Linked DNA regions of Arachis hypogaea: region 2 is linked to region 1. The links are chromatin contacts, called in public Hi-C maps. All regions are on one chromosome and are shown on one strand. The core of a region is the stretch at or near the end of the contact, and the rest is flanking DNA. Distances in the headings are between cores, read along the strand shown.

Region 1 (5,128 bases), core at 2,426-4,925:
ACTTTTGTCCCTGCAATTTAAGCTTTAAATGCAACAGTTTCTCCTATTTTATATGTACTTGGACTAAAAAATATCTTTATTATTAGACTAATTTTATAGTGTGTTTTGTTTAGTGTCTAACTTTTATCTAAATTATTTTTTATAATAACTTTAAAATATTTAAAATTTTTTAACTTTTATATTTTTAAATTTAAAATTAATTATTTTACTTATTTTATTAATTAGACAATATTTTTTAGACATCATAGCAAACACTTTATTATTATTCAAAAACATTTTCTAAAGAAAGAGAAAATGACAAAAAAGATAAAGCTTGGCACAATTTCACTACTGACCAATCTCATGCCTACAGAGCGTGATCTGCTTCCCAAGTCTCCCAAGTATGAAGTTTAATTTTTGTCCATATTGATACAGTTCCTGCTTCTTCTCCCTGAAATCGAACAATTATAACCTGACCAAGCAAAGGCCACACCAAATCTTCCTAAATTAAAATGTAGATAGTCTGGCAAAAATATATTATATGCAAATTAGTTTATTTATAATTTATTATCTATTATTAATTTTATAACTAAAATATGTTTTATATTATCTTTTCATTATAATTGAAATTAAATTTTTTTTTATCTAAAATTAAAAAGTCATCTCTTCTTCTTTATTTTCATTTCTTTATCTCTTTCATTATTTCGCTCGTTTTATTTCTTATATATCATTATCAATAATTAAATTACAAATTTAACAATTAAAATATGCAATATGATATTCTCTAATTGCAATTAAAATTAAAAATTAAAATATTAAAATTAAAATATAATTATATTATATTACTAATTTAATAATTAAAATATATCACATAACACTCTCTCATTAAAATTAAGAAAAATATTTTTATTTAAAATTAATAAATTTTCTTCCTACATCCTCTTGTCTATCTCTCTCCCTTTCTTTATTTTTCTCTATCCTTCTCGTTCTATATATAAATTATAATTTATATTTTATATTACTAATTTAACAAACTAAAATGTGTCACGAGATATTCTTTTATTACAATTAAAATAATTTTTTCTCTAAAATTAAAAAACTCCCTCTCTCTTTCTTTTTTTATCTTTCTCTCTTGTTTCTCTTTCAATCTCTATTTCTCTTTACCATTTTGTTCTAAAAAAATAAAATTAATAAAATAATATAATTTTAATAAATTCATAAAATTATAAAAAATATATTAAATTTATAATTAAATAATATCCTATAATATTATTCACATAAAAAATTATTATATGAATATTTTTTAGTTTTTTAATTAAATTTTAAATTTTTATCGCTTATCTTTTTAATCTATATTTTTATTTCTCTTTCTTCAACTATTGATTTCATATAATTTAGAGAGAATATTAATATTGTGATTAATAATTAGAATCAAGATTTAATTGTTTAAAAAAATTAAATTTTGAGTTAATTTTATAACTATCAATATAAATTTTTTTATACTAATATGTAATTATATTTTTATATAAATAAAAAAATTATTTTTAAATAACAAGTATAAAAATTAATTATTTTATTTGTGCAATAAATTTAATATCTAATCGATTGTAAAAGTATACACATGAAATTCTTTTCGTTTTAGATAATAAATGTTAAAATTAATTATTAATAAAAAAATTAAACTCTTTCATATAAAAATAATAATTAAAATGTTTAGTATTTAATTTCTTTTATCTATGAAAATCCTGATCTTCTTAGGCGTCGAAAATTTTTGTCTCTTATGACCTTTTTATAAAAATAGTTTGATTTTATAAATTTTTGTATCATAATCTATAACGTGAGGACGAAATCGACGTAATTTTAAAAAATTTATATTTCCGTAATCGTAATGTTATTACGGATAAAACACTAGTTAACATTTATTTTTGGATGTTGATAATATCACTCTAAACTAAACTAATAATTTTCTTGGAATTCAATGTTATTAATTAAGAACACAACTTACGATTGGGTGGTGAGACAATCAATCTGACTAACAATAGTGACAACAGTGATGATAGCCCAGTATACATCAACAGGGATGTGCTCTCTAGCAGGCACCAAAGCAGGCACATCTTTAGTGTCATAAGAGGAAAACTTCTCCAACTCGAATATCAACTCGATCACTTGCAATGTCGCTTTCACGAGATTGTTGACCTCAATGATGGCCTGCCGGTGCTTCTGCACGTATTCTGGCCGAGTCAGTAACGGCACTCTCTTGAGTACCGCCACTGATTTGGCCAAAAGGTCTGTTGGCTGATGGTGAGCCAACAGCCAAAAGTCACCGTACTCGAGGGCGAATGCGGCCAGTGTGATCACTGCCTTTGCATCCCACTCATAGTTTGAGAGCTTGTTTAGTATCACCAGTGCCGTTTTGTGAGCTGTTTCCTCACCTGGAGGCTTGCAACACATCTGCCATCATAATTAATCACTATTAGTTCTCAACTTCCAAACTTAATTATATAATCCTTTGAACTTGTACTATAAATATGTTATGTCTGCCATAAAAATTGTCGGCATAGAACTAATTAACTATGCTGGTGATTGGTGAATAGTCATTACGGTTGTCAGCATAATTTAGTATATTGTAGCGACAATTATTTTGGAGAATACAGTCTTCAACTGCGACATTGATCGTTGCCCTAATATTTTTCGAAAAAGATAATTTTTTTGTCGCAATATATGCTGTAATATTATTTTGTTAGCACATGTCTCAATTCTTGTGACTATAAATCCTTGTTAATAGTGACAAATATCTGAAAAAGATTATTTTCACAACAATTGGATCAATTTATAATGTTAGTTGAAGAAAAAATGTTTGAAATACATAATTAGATCAATTTAAAATTACTTTATTTCATATTTTTTAATTACCGTTTGTCTTATTTTATATTTTTTAATAATTACTAGCATAACCGTTTCAAAAATTCACTTATCATATTAACTATAGAATTTTTTTTACTGATAATTTCAACACTACTCCGATCCGATCTTGTGAGATTCATGTGCTAGTGTCTTGCCACCAATCGTGTAAATATATACATGGTCAATTAAATTTTTTAATTGTTGGAATCCATTTGCATACCAAAAAAAAAAAAAAAAGAAAAAGGTAGAAAACACATACACTATATATACGCTATTGAACAATAATAATAATAATGGATTTATTAATGAATGACCTCGAAATAGATTTGCTTGAGTGTGCAATGAGGTGAACTAAAATTGGCTAGGGGCATCTTGTCGTCTATATGTTCCATCATCGATTTAGAACCCTGCAAGATTCATGACATGTGCATATTAATAGCTATAAGAAGGTTAAGAATAATTCTATTAGTTACTTTTTTTTTGTTGAAAAAGATCGATACATTATTGAGAGATATGGGGTTTAATTACCTCAAAAAAATTATCAACAATGGAAGTTGAACGCCTAAGGGTAGTGTAAACAAGAGTGAAGAGAGAATCCACATCAAACTTAGTGTCACTATGAACATGTGTTGAGTATATTTGCTCCAAGATCTGCTCGTCAGACATGGCTAATGGATTATGCTCCCTATCCGCTGTCTGGAGTAGGGACTTCAGTGACAACTTATGAACCATTATTATCCTATTTCTATTCTTACAAAACTTACAAGAAATCTAAAGCTTGTTGGTGGTGCACCAAGTTTCCTTGTTCTTCCTTATTTATATCATAGAAAATGACTGAATGAAAAAGGATATGGAATATTTTATGGATTTAACTTTTATAAGTAGTCATTATAAAAAACTTCTATATATATCATTTAAAATAGGAAAATGATGGTTGCACCATATTTTATGTACAAGTTTTTTTTAATGATATAAAAAAATTATTATCTTTTTCCACTTCTCATGAATCATTTTAAATATAAAAAATGAAAAGTATACAAGAGAAATATATTAAAAAATGATGCATGTAATATTTCTCTTTAAAATATTTGATTGGAGTGTATTCTACCTTTAAAAAAAATAAAATTGATTGAGTCTTATAAATAGGTAAATAAAATACTGTAATAAGATTACTATTGTACCAAACCAACTTAGTTGGTTTAGTAGTTACTTCACTAATTTGATTAAATAAATATTGATAATTCAAATTCTGTTTTATATATGCAATAATTCAATGGTCAATGATAAAATTTTAAATAGAATTTAAATTTGGATAAAATTAATTTTTGACCTACCAAATTAAAAATTATCATAAAAAAAAAAGAGTAGTACTGTACCGGTAATTGATGATGATGAAAAACCGAAAAAAAAAAGGACTTTTCTTGTGATCAACCATTGCATGCAAATAAGTTCATTTATTTCATGATAAGAAATTCATGAAGCAGTAACAAAGATAACATCCAAATGATATACCAAACTCAAAACCTAGTAAAATTGAACCTGTACAATTGCATTAACGACTAGCACTGTAGCACATTACCACAAGAAAAATGTTAAATTGTGCTAACGTAAAATTGTGCATGAATATCATAGGAATATTTGAGAGAGTGAGAGAGGAGGGGGAATTAATAAGAGAAGTGCATTCATTTTTTTTTAGGGCAAATGGCTTATATAAACTAACTGTGAATAAAATTTATCCAAATCACCCAAAGTAAAAAATGGTATATGAATTTCTCAAAGCATGTAATTATGTAAATCAAAATAGGCATATTCAATTTAGTAGAGTTTCATGCAAATCGAATCAATTTCATTCGATTTATGCATACATGGTTAGGGTTCCTAGTAAATCGAACCAGCACAATTTGATATACCATGGTCGTAATATCCATAAATAAATCGACACAGTGCAAGTCGATTTACTGTGTATTGAGCAACACATGTAAATGGATGTAAGCTAATTCGATTTACTAGAGACCAAATGTATATAAATAGATGTTGAACGTGAATTTCTCATCATAGTGATATTCAATGGCTAGTGATGAGAGTTTTTTAGTTTTGGTGTAGTATAGAGGATCGATTAAAAAATGCGTTTTGAAATTAAGTTTACTGATAAGGATCCGCTTAGTGTTTTCCTCAAACCTTTAACAAGTTTCACCGAGTTTCAGAATACTATAATCCGAAAATTGGGATTGCAAGGCATTAAACG
Region 2 (5,155 bases), core at 877-3,376, 380 kb after region 1:
CGCAGCAATGAAGGCTCCTCTTGTCTTCTTATTGGCATACTCAGACATGATTGTAGCCGAAAGAGGGTAGTCGCCACCAATCCCAAAGCCAAGCCAGAACCTGAAGAAACAAAGGGTTGCTATAACACCCTTCGCGCTAGATCCGAAAGAGAGGCCAGAGGCAATGGAACAAACCACCATGAGCATGAGGGTTAGTCCATAGACCCTCTTCCTTCCCATCTTGTCACCAAGCCAACCAAAGAAAAGCTGGCCTGCTAGAGTGCCACATAGCGCGACACCTGTCACAGCAGCTTGAACATTTGGAGGCAGAACACCAGGCTTTGGATCTTTTATATCTGTGTAGTATATCCTCCCAAGCAACTTGGTGACAAGGGAGATGCAGAAAAGATCATAGGCATCTGTGAAAAATCCCATGCCAGCAATCACAATTGCTGTGAAATGGTACCACTGTGTCTTTGCAACATCGAGTGCATTCAGCACTCCTAATTGTTGCCCTGCCATCTCTAATTCTGATTCTGGATACTCCCCAAAATGTAATTACAAAGTTTCCTGCAGAAGAGAGAAAAATGATGCAAGTTCAATTTTCTTTTAGACACTTTATCAAACAGGTTATATGCAAGAATCACATGTTATAGTGTTGGTTAAAAAAATGAAGCTGATGTAGATCATTCATCACTCTTATGCTGATGCAATGAATTGGTAAACTACCCTTCACTTTGGTATTAAAAAACAAAATATCATAAATTGGGAGAGAAAAGCGTATATTATATTATTCATAGTCAACAGCAGCACAAAGTTGAAAAGTCTAAAATGATATTTTGCAAAGCCGGTCCTATACATGTTCACAAAAAGGTTCTAAGTTTCCAACCACTTTTAGAAAAACAGGTGGCATTCAAGTCAACTTGAGTATACACCATGAAAACGAAAACTTCGTAGAAGACAGTTAAGAGAGTAATAACATTTTCCTCAATTCTATGACCTCACAAAAAAGAAAAAAATTCCTGTCTTCTTGTCCCTACCAAATCCATAACAAAACAAAAACAATAAAGAGAGGAAAACAGAGAGAGGGCCAATTTTGCAGATAAGGAATATGAATCTAATGAGTGACCTATATTGAACAAAGACTAACAAGATCAGAAGCATGAGGAAGCTGAAAAAATTATCCAGAAATTGAATATTGTAAAGGACACATGAAGGTATAGGAAATCATCCTATATAGAAAAGCAAGAACATTGTTTCCCTCTATTTTGTTATGGAAAGTTATATTCTGGCCTCAAATATGAAAACAGTTTGTGTTAAACACAATAATCAAGTGCAGAAATTAGAGTCGCTTGGAGCATAATAAAAAAACAGTTGGTTGATTTTGAATGGTGGAAAAAGGTGAAATGATATATTATAATAAAATCTAGAAACAAGTGCTTCACTTTTAGTGCTAAAAAAAGTGGGCCTCCCACTAATACTACTCACCAGTCAGAAAAAGGCCACACCTTTACACATATAGAGAGAGATAGAGAGAGAAGAGAAGGTTAGAAAGATTACCTTCAATTCTTGTCTAAAATTGTGCTGAAGGAGTAGAGAGTAGAGAGAAGCATAAGCTGATAAGCTAAGCCTAGCTATGTTGGGGATGGAAGAGGTTTTGAAGGAAACTAATAATATATATAGAGATAAGATAAGAGGAGAGTCATACACTCCCAGCAAGAGTCCAGAATCAACGCTGGTATCTCAAGTATATGCTTCATTTTCTCACACGACTTTTTATTTTGAGTTCACATTATTTGTGTTGAAGTCAACGCTCTCACAAATTGCTTCCTTGCTTCCTTCATGTGTTTCTTTCTTCCCCCCTCTTTACAACCCTTTGTTTTTGTTTTTGTTCTATCAAGTAATCAAGTTGCATAAACTACCAACACTTTTTTAGTTTTGTCATACGGTATATCCACGTCATTTAATTGCTCATCATTGTTAATTATTGATTATAATTAAGCATTAAGCATAGGAACATCACACATGCAACGGAATGGCTCTATTCCTATCTGTAAGGTGTTGATCTTGGCATCTCATTGGTTTTAGCAAATGCCTCAGACAGCTATGGATCTTGTTCATTTAATGTTGCAAACAATTTCTTTTCTTTTCTTTAATAGGTAACGCGGTAACGTATTTACGAGCAGTAATGGGTGACCATATTGAGTATTGACCAACGGGCAACGGTATCCATTCATAAGTTTTTACTTAAGTTATAAATAACTAATTATTTTAATTAATTTTATTTTTATTATTATTTTTATATTTGATACATAAAAAATAAATTAATAAGCGCATTAGTACTTATTAATATACCAATATATTTAAAGAGTTACTATTTAGGTTATGAAAAATTTTAAAGATTTTTTATTAAATAACACACTATATATGCTTAAATAATCTTGATACATGCATTGTTTAATGCTTATTGAGAATCAAATTGAATCCTAAAATAATATTTTAGAAGCAAGTTAGATCCTCTAAAATAAATAAATTAATAATGTGATAAAGTAAAAATTTAATTATTATTAATTTTATAATTTTTATAAAATATATATTTTATTATTTTAATTTAAGAATAATTACTTTTTTATTTTACTATGTGATTTAATATTTTAATACTATATATAGAGGATGAGTATGTGCATATGTATATATACCGTAAGCCCGTAACGGCGCTACTGCGGGTATCGAAAGCCCATTGGTCAGCCAGCTGGCATTCATTCTCCAAGTCAACCCTTTCATTTAAATATTCAACCCTTTGCACTGTCCTCAACGCCATCTTTCTCAGTTTTGTGTGTCTTCGATTCTTCCTCCATTTTCTTAATCAAATTGCCGCTCATCATTAAGCTTGAAAATTATGTTCACTCTTTTTATTCTAACAGCTTTTCTAGGTAACTTATTCGGATATAATAAGTCTCGACTATAATTTGAAAATTTTTTAAGGAGTATACGATAATAATATTTATTTGTCTTTATTAAATTATTAAATTTGACTTTACAATAATTTTTTACTCAACTTTTAGTACTTAATAGTCAGTTTAAGAATTTTATATTAGATGTTTATTAGAATGATCAATTCTCAATTTAAATAAAATTAGTGTTCTTTCTTAAAAATAAACTCAAATGATATTATTTATCTTTTTTTAAAATTAATTTTAATTTTTTCTGTAGCAACTACATTAATTAAAAAAATTTTTTTAACTATAAATATTAATAAGAGTTGACTTTTAATTGTATGAGAAGTGAATTTTTAATAACTGTTTGGTGATATATATATATATATATATATATATATATATATATATATATATATATATAAGAGACAGTTCGATTGTATTGTTTAAAAAAAATTATTCAGTTTTTTTAAAAATATGAAACCTAAAAAATAGAATTATAAATTATATATTATTATTTAAATTATTATTTTAATATTTTAATTTATAAATTATATATTTTGAAGACTAATAATATTTTATAATAATAAAATTTAATTATAACAATAATTATGCTATATGTACATAAAAAGTAACTATCTGTATAAAATACATATTGAAATATAAAATATATATTGAAAATAAATTAAACAATAAATATATTTATACACAAATACATAATGGTTAATGAATAATTTTATAGTTGATTTTTATGCAATATAATATTTTTATTATAAAAATTGTTAGAGTTTATTTATCTTGTGTCCTAAAGGCACATATTATAAGATTACAAATTAAAAATATTTTTGTTAGAAATATATAAAATTTAAGTTTTTAATGTATTTATTTTACAGTTATCAAATAAAAAAATTTAAAATATTCTACTAATAATAAGTTTGTTATGTCTCTTTAAGATACATATTAGCTAAACTTAAATTATTATTATTATTATGTTATATATATATTTTGTTCCCACTGTCAAAATTTTTTGGATCCATCACTGGTCTCGAGCAACAATAATGATCAAGCTAATAATTTTAGAATGCTAAATTTCACTCGCTAGCTAGGATATATTAAACATTTGTTAAACATTATTATGTAAGTTTAGACAATTGGAAAGTGAGAATAAGAGGAGGATGACAATATCGTATTTTCAATTCATTTTTTTTATAAATTTTGTTTAGACAATTTTTAAATTTAAAAGAGCAAAACTACTTTTGAATAAAGTTATAATTCGATCATATTGTTTGATTAAAATTTTCACAAACACGGCTTTTAAGTTGACCATAACAATATTATTTACATAATAATTATCAAAACGATTTGAATCTAATGTAACAAGAATGAAAATAAAAATAATCATATTAAATATATATTAAAAATAATCATTAAAATTATTTACCGAGATAACATACATATTAATATTAAAATACAAAATATATCTTAAAATAAATTAAATTACATATATTTATACATAAATATATAATTTATTTTAGTATGTAGATAGTATTTTTGAAATAAAAAATAATACAGAATAAAATGAAACCGAAAAAAAAAAAACTTAGTCTACACTATGATTTTTAAGTTATTTTCTTTTGTTGAAAAAACATGAGAAGCTAAGTAATAAAATATCATGAGAAAAAAACTTAAGCATTGAAAATGATGTGAAATAAACAAAGTAGTAATCGACTTATATTTTTTCTAAAGTACCATTTCCAGGATAAATTATTTTTATCTAAAAAACCCTTTTAATTCAAATAAGTAATATGTTATCCTTTTACGAAAACAAAATTTTAAGAAATTATTTTTAAGAATTAATCCTTATATTTTTATATATATAATTATAAAATTAATTATTGTTTTTATTAAAAAACTTTATAAAAAGGATTAAAAAAACTTTTTTTCAAAATTCAATCCAACTCACTTTTATTCAATTATTCTGGCTAGTTATATTCTACAATTTCTTCCCCGGAATTGTAACCATTGTATTATTGAAGTTGGTTTACTTTTTTTATGTTTTTATGAGCAATTTTGTTTAAGATTATTTATAAACTCCTTCTTCTAAAAAGAGAAAAGTTTTATTTAATAGAGTTGTAAAATTATTGTCATTTTTATCATATTGTTCGTCAGTGTATTTACATATCTTATAATTAAATTTGTCAATTTTAATATATAATATTTTTTATTTTGAACACCTACAA

Evidence for each region. A called contact is a pair of places that touch in the nucleus more often than the background predicts.
Region 2: a contact with region 1 is called in a Hi-C map of leaf, with 2.0 times the contacts expected there. The contact joins the promoter of LOC112779407 here to the promoter of LOC112778714 in region 1. A contact is called at or near these places in 2 of 8 Hi-C or Micro-C datasets (both in leaf).

The regions. Positions count from the first base shown.
Region 1 is chr19:126,914,294-126,919,421 of arahy.Tifrunner.gnm2.J5K5, forward strand. It overlaps LOC112778714 (protein SIEVE ELEMENT OCCLUSION B), which reads right to left and starts at 3,676. Exons shown (of 8, transcript XM_072228044.1): 1 at 3,412-3,676; 2 at 3,198-3,290; 3 at 1,985-2,430; 4 at 336-430. The coding sequence starts at 3,615.
Region 2 is chr19:127,297,240-127,302,394 of arahy.Tifrunner.gnm2.J5K5, forward strand. LOC112779407 (low affinity inorganic phosphate transporter 1) reads right to left here and starts at 2,127. Exons shown (of 2, transcript XM_025823651.3): 1 at 1,540-2,127; 2 at 1-549. The coding sequence starts at 501.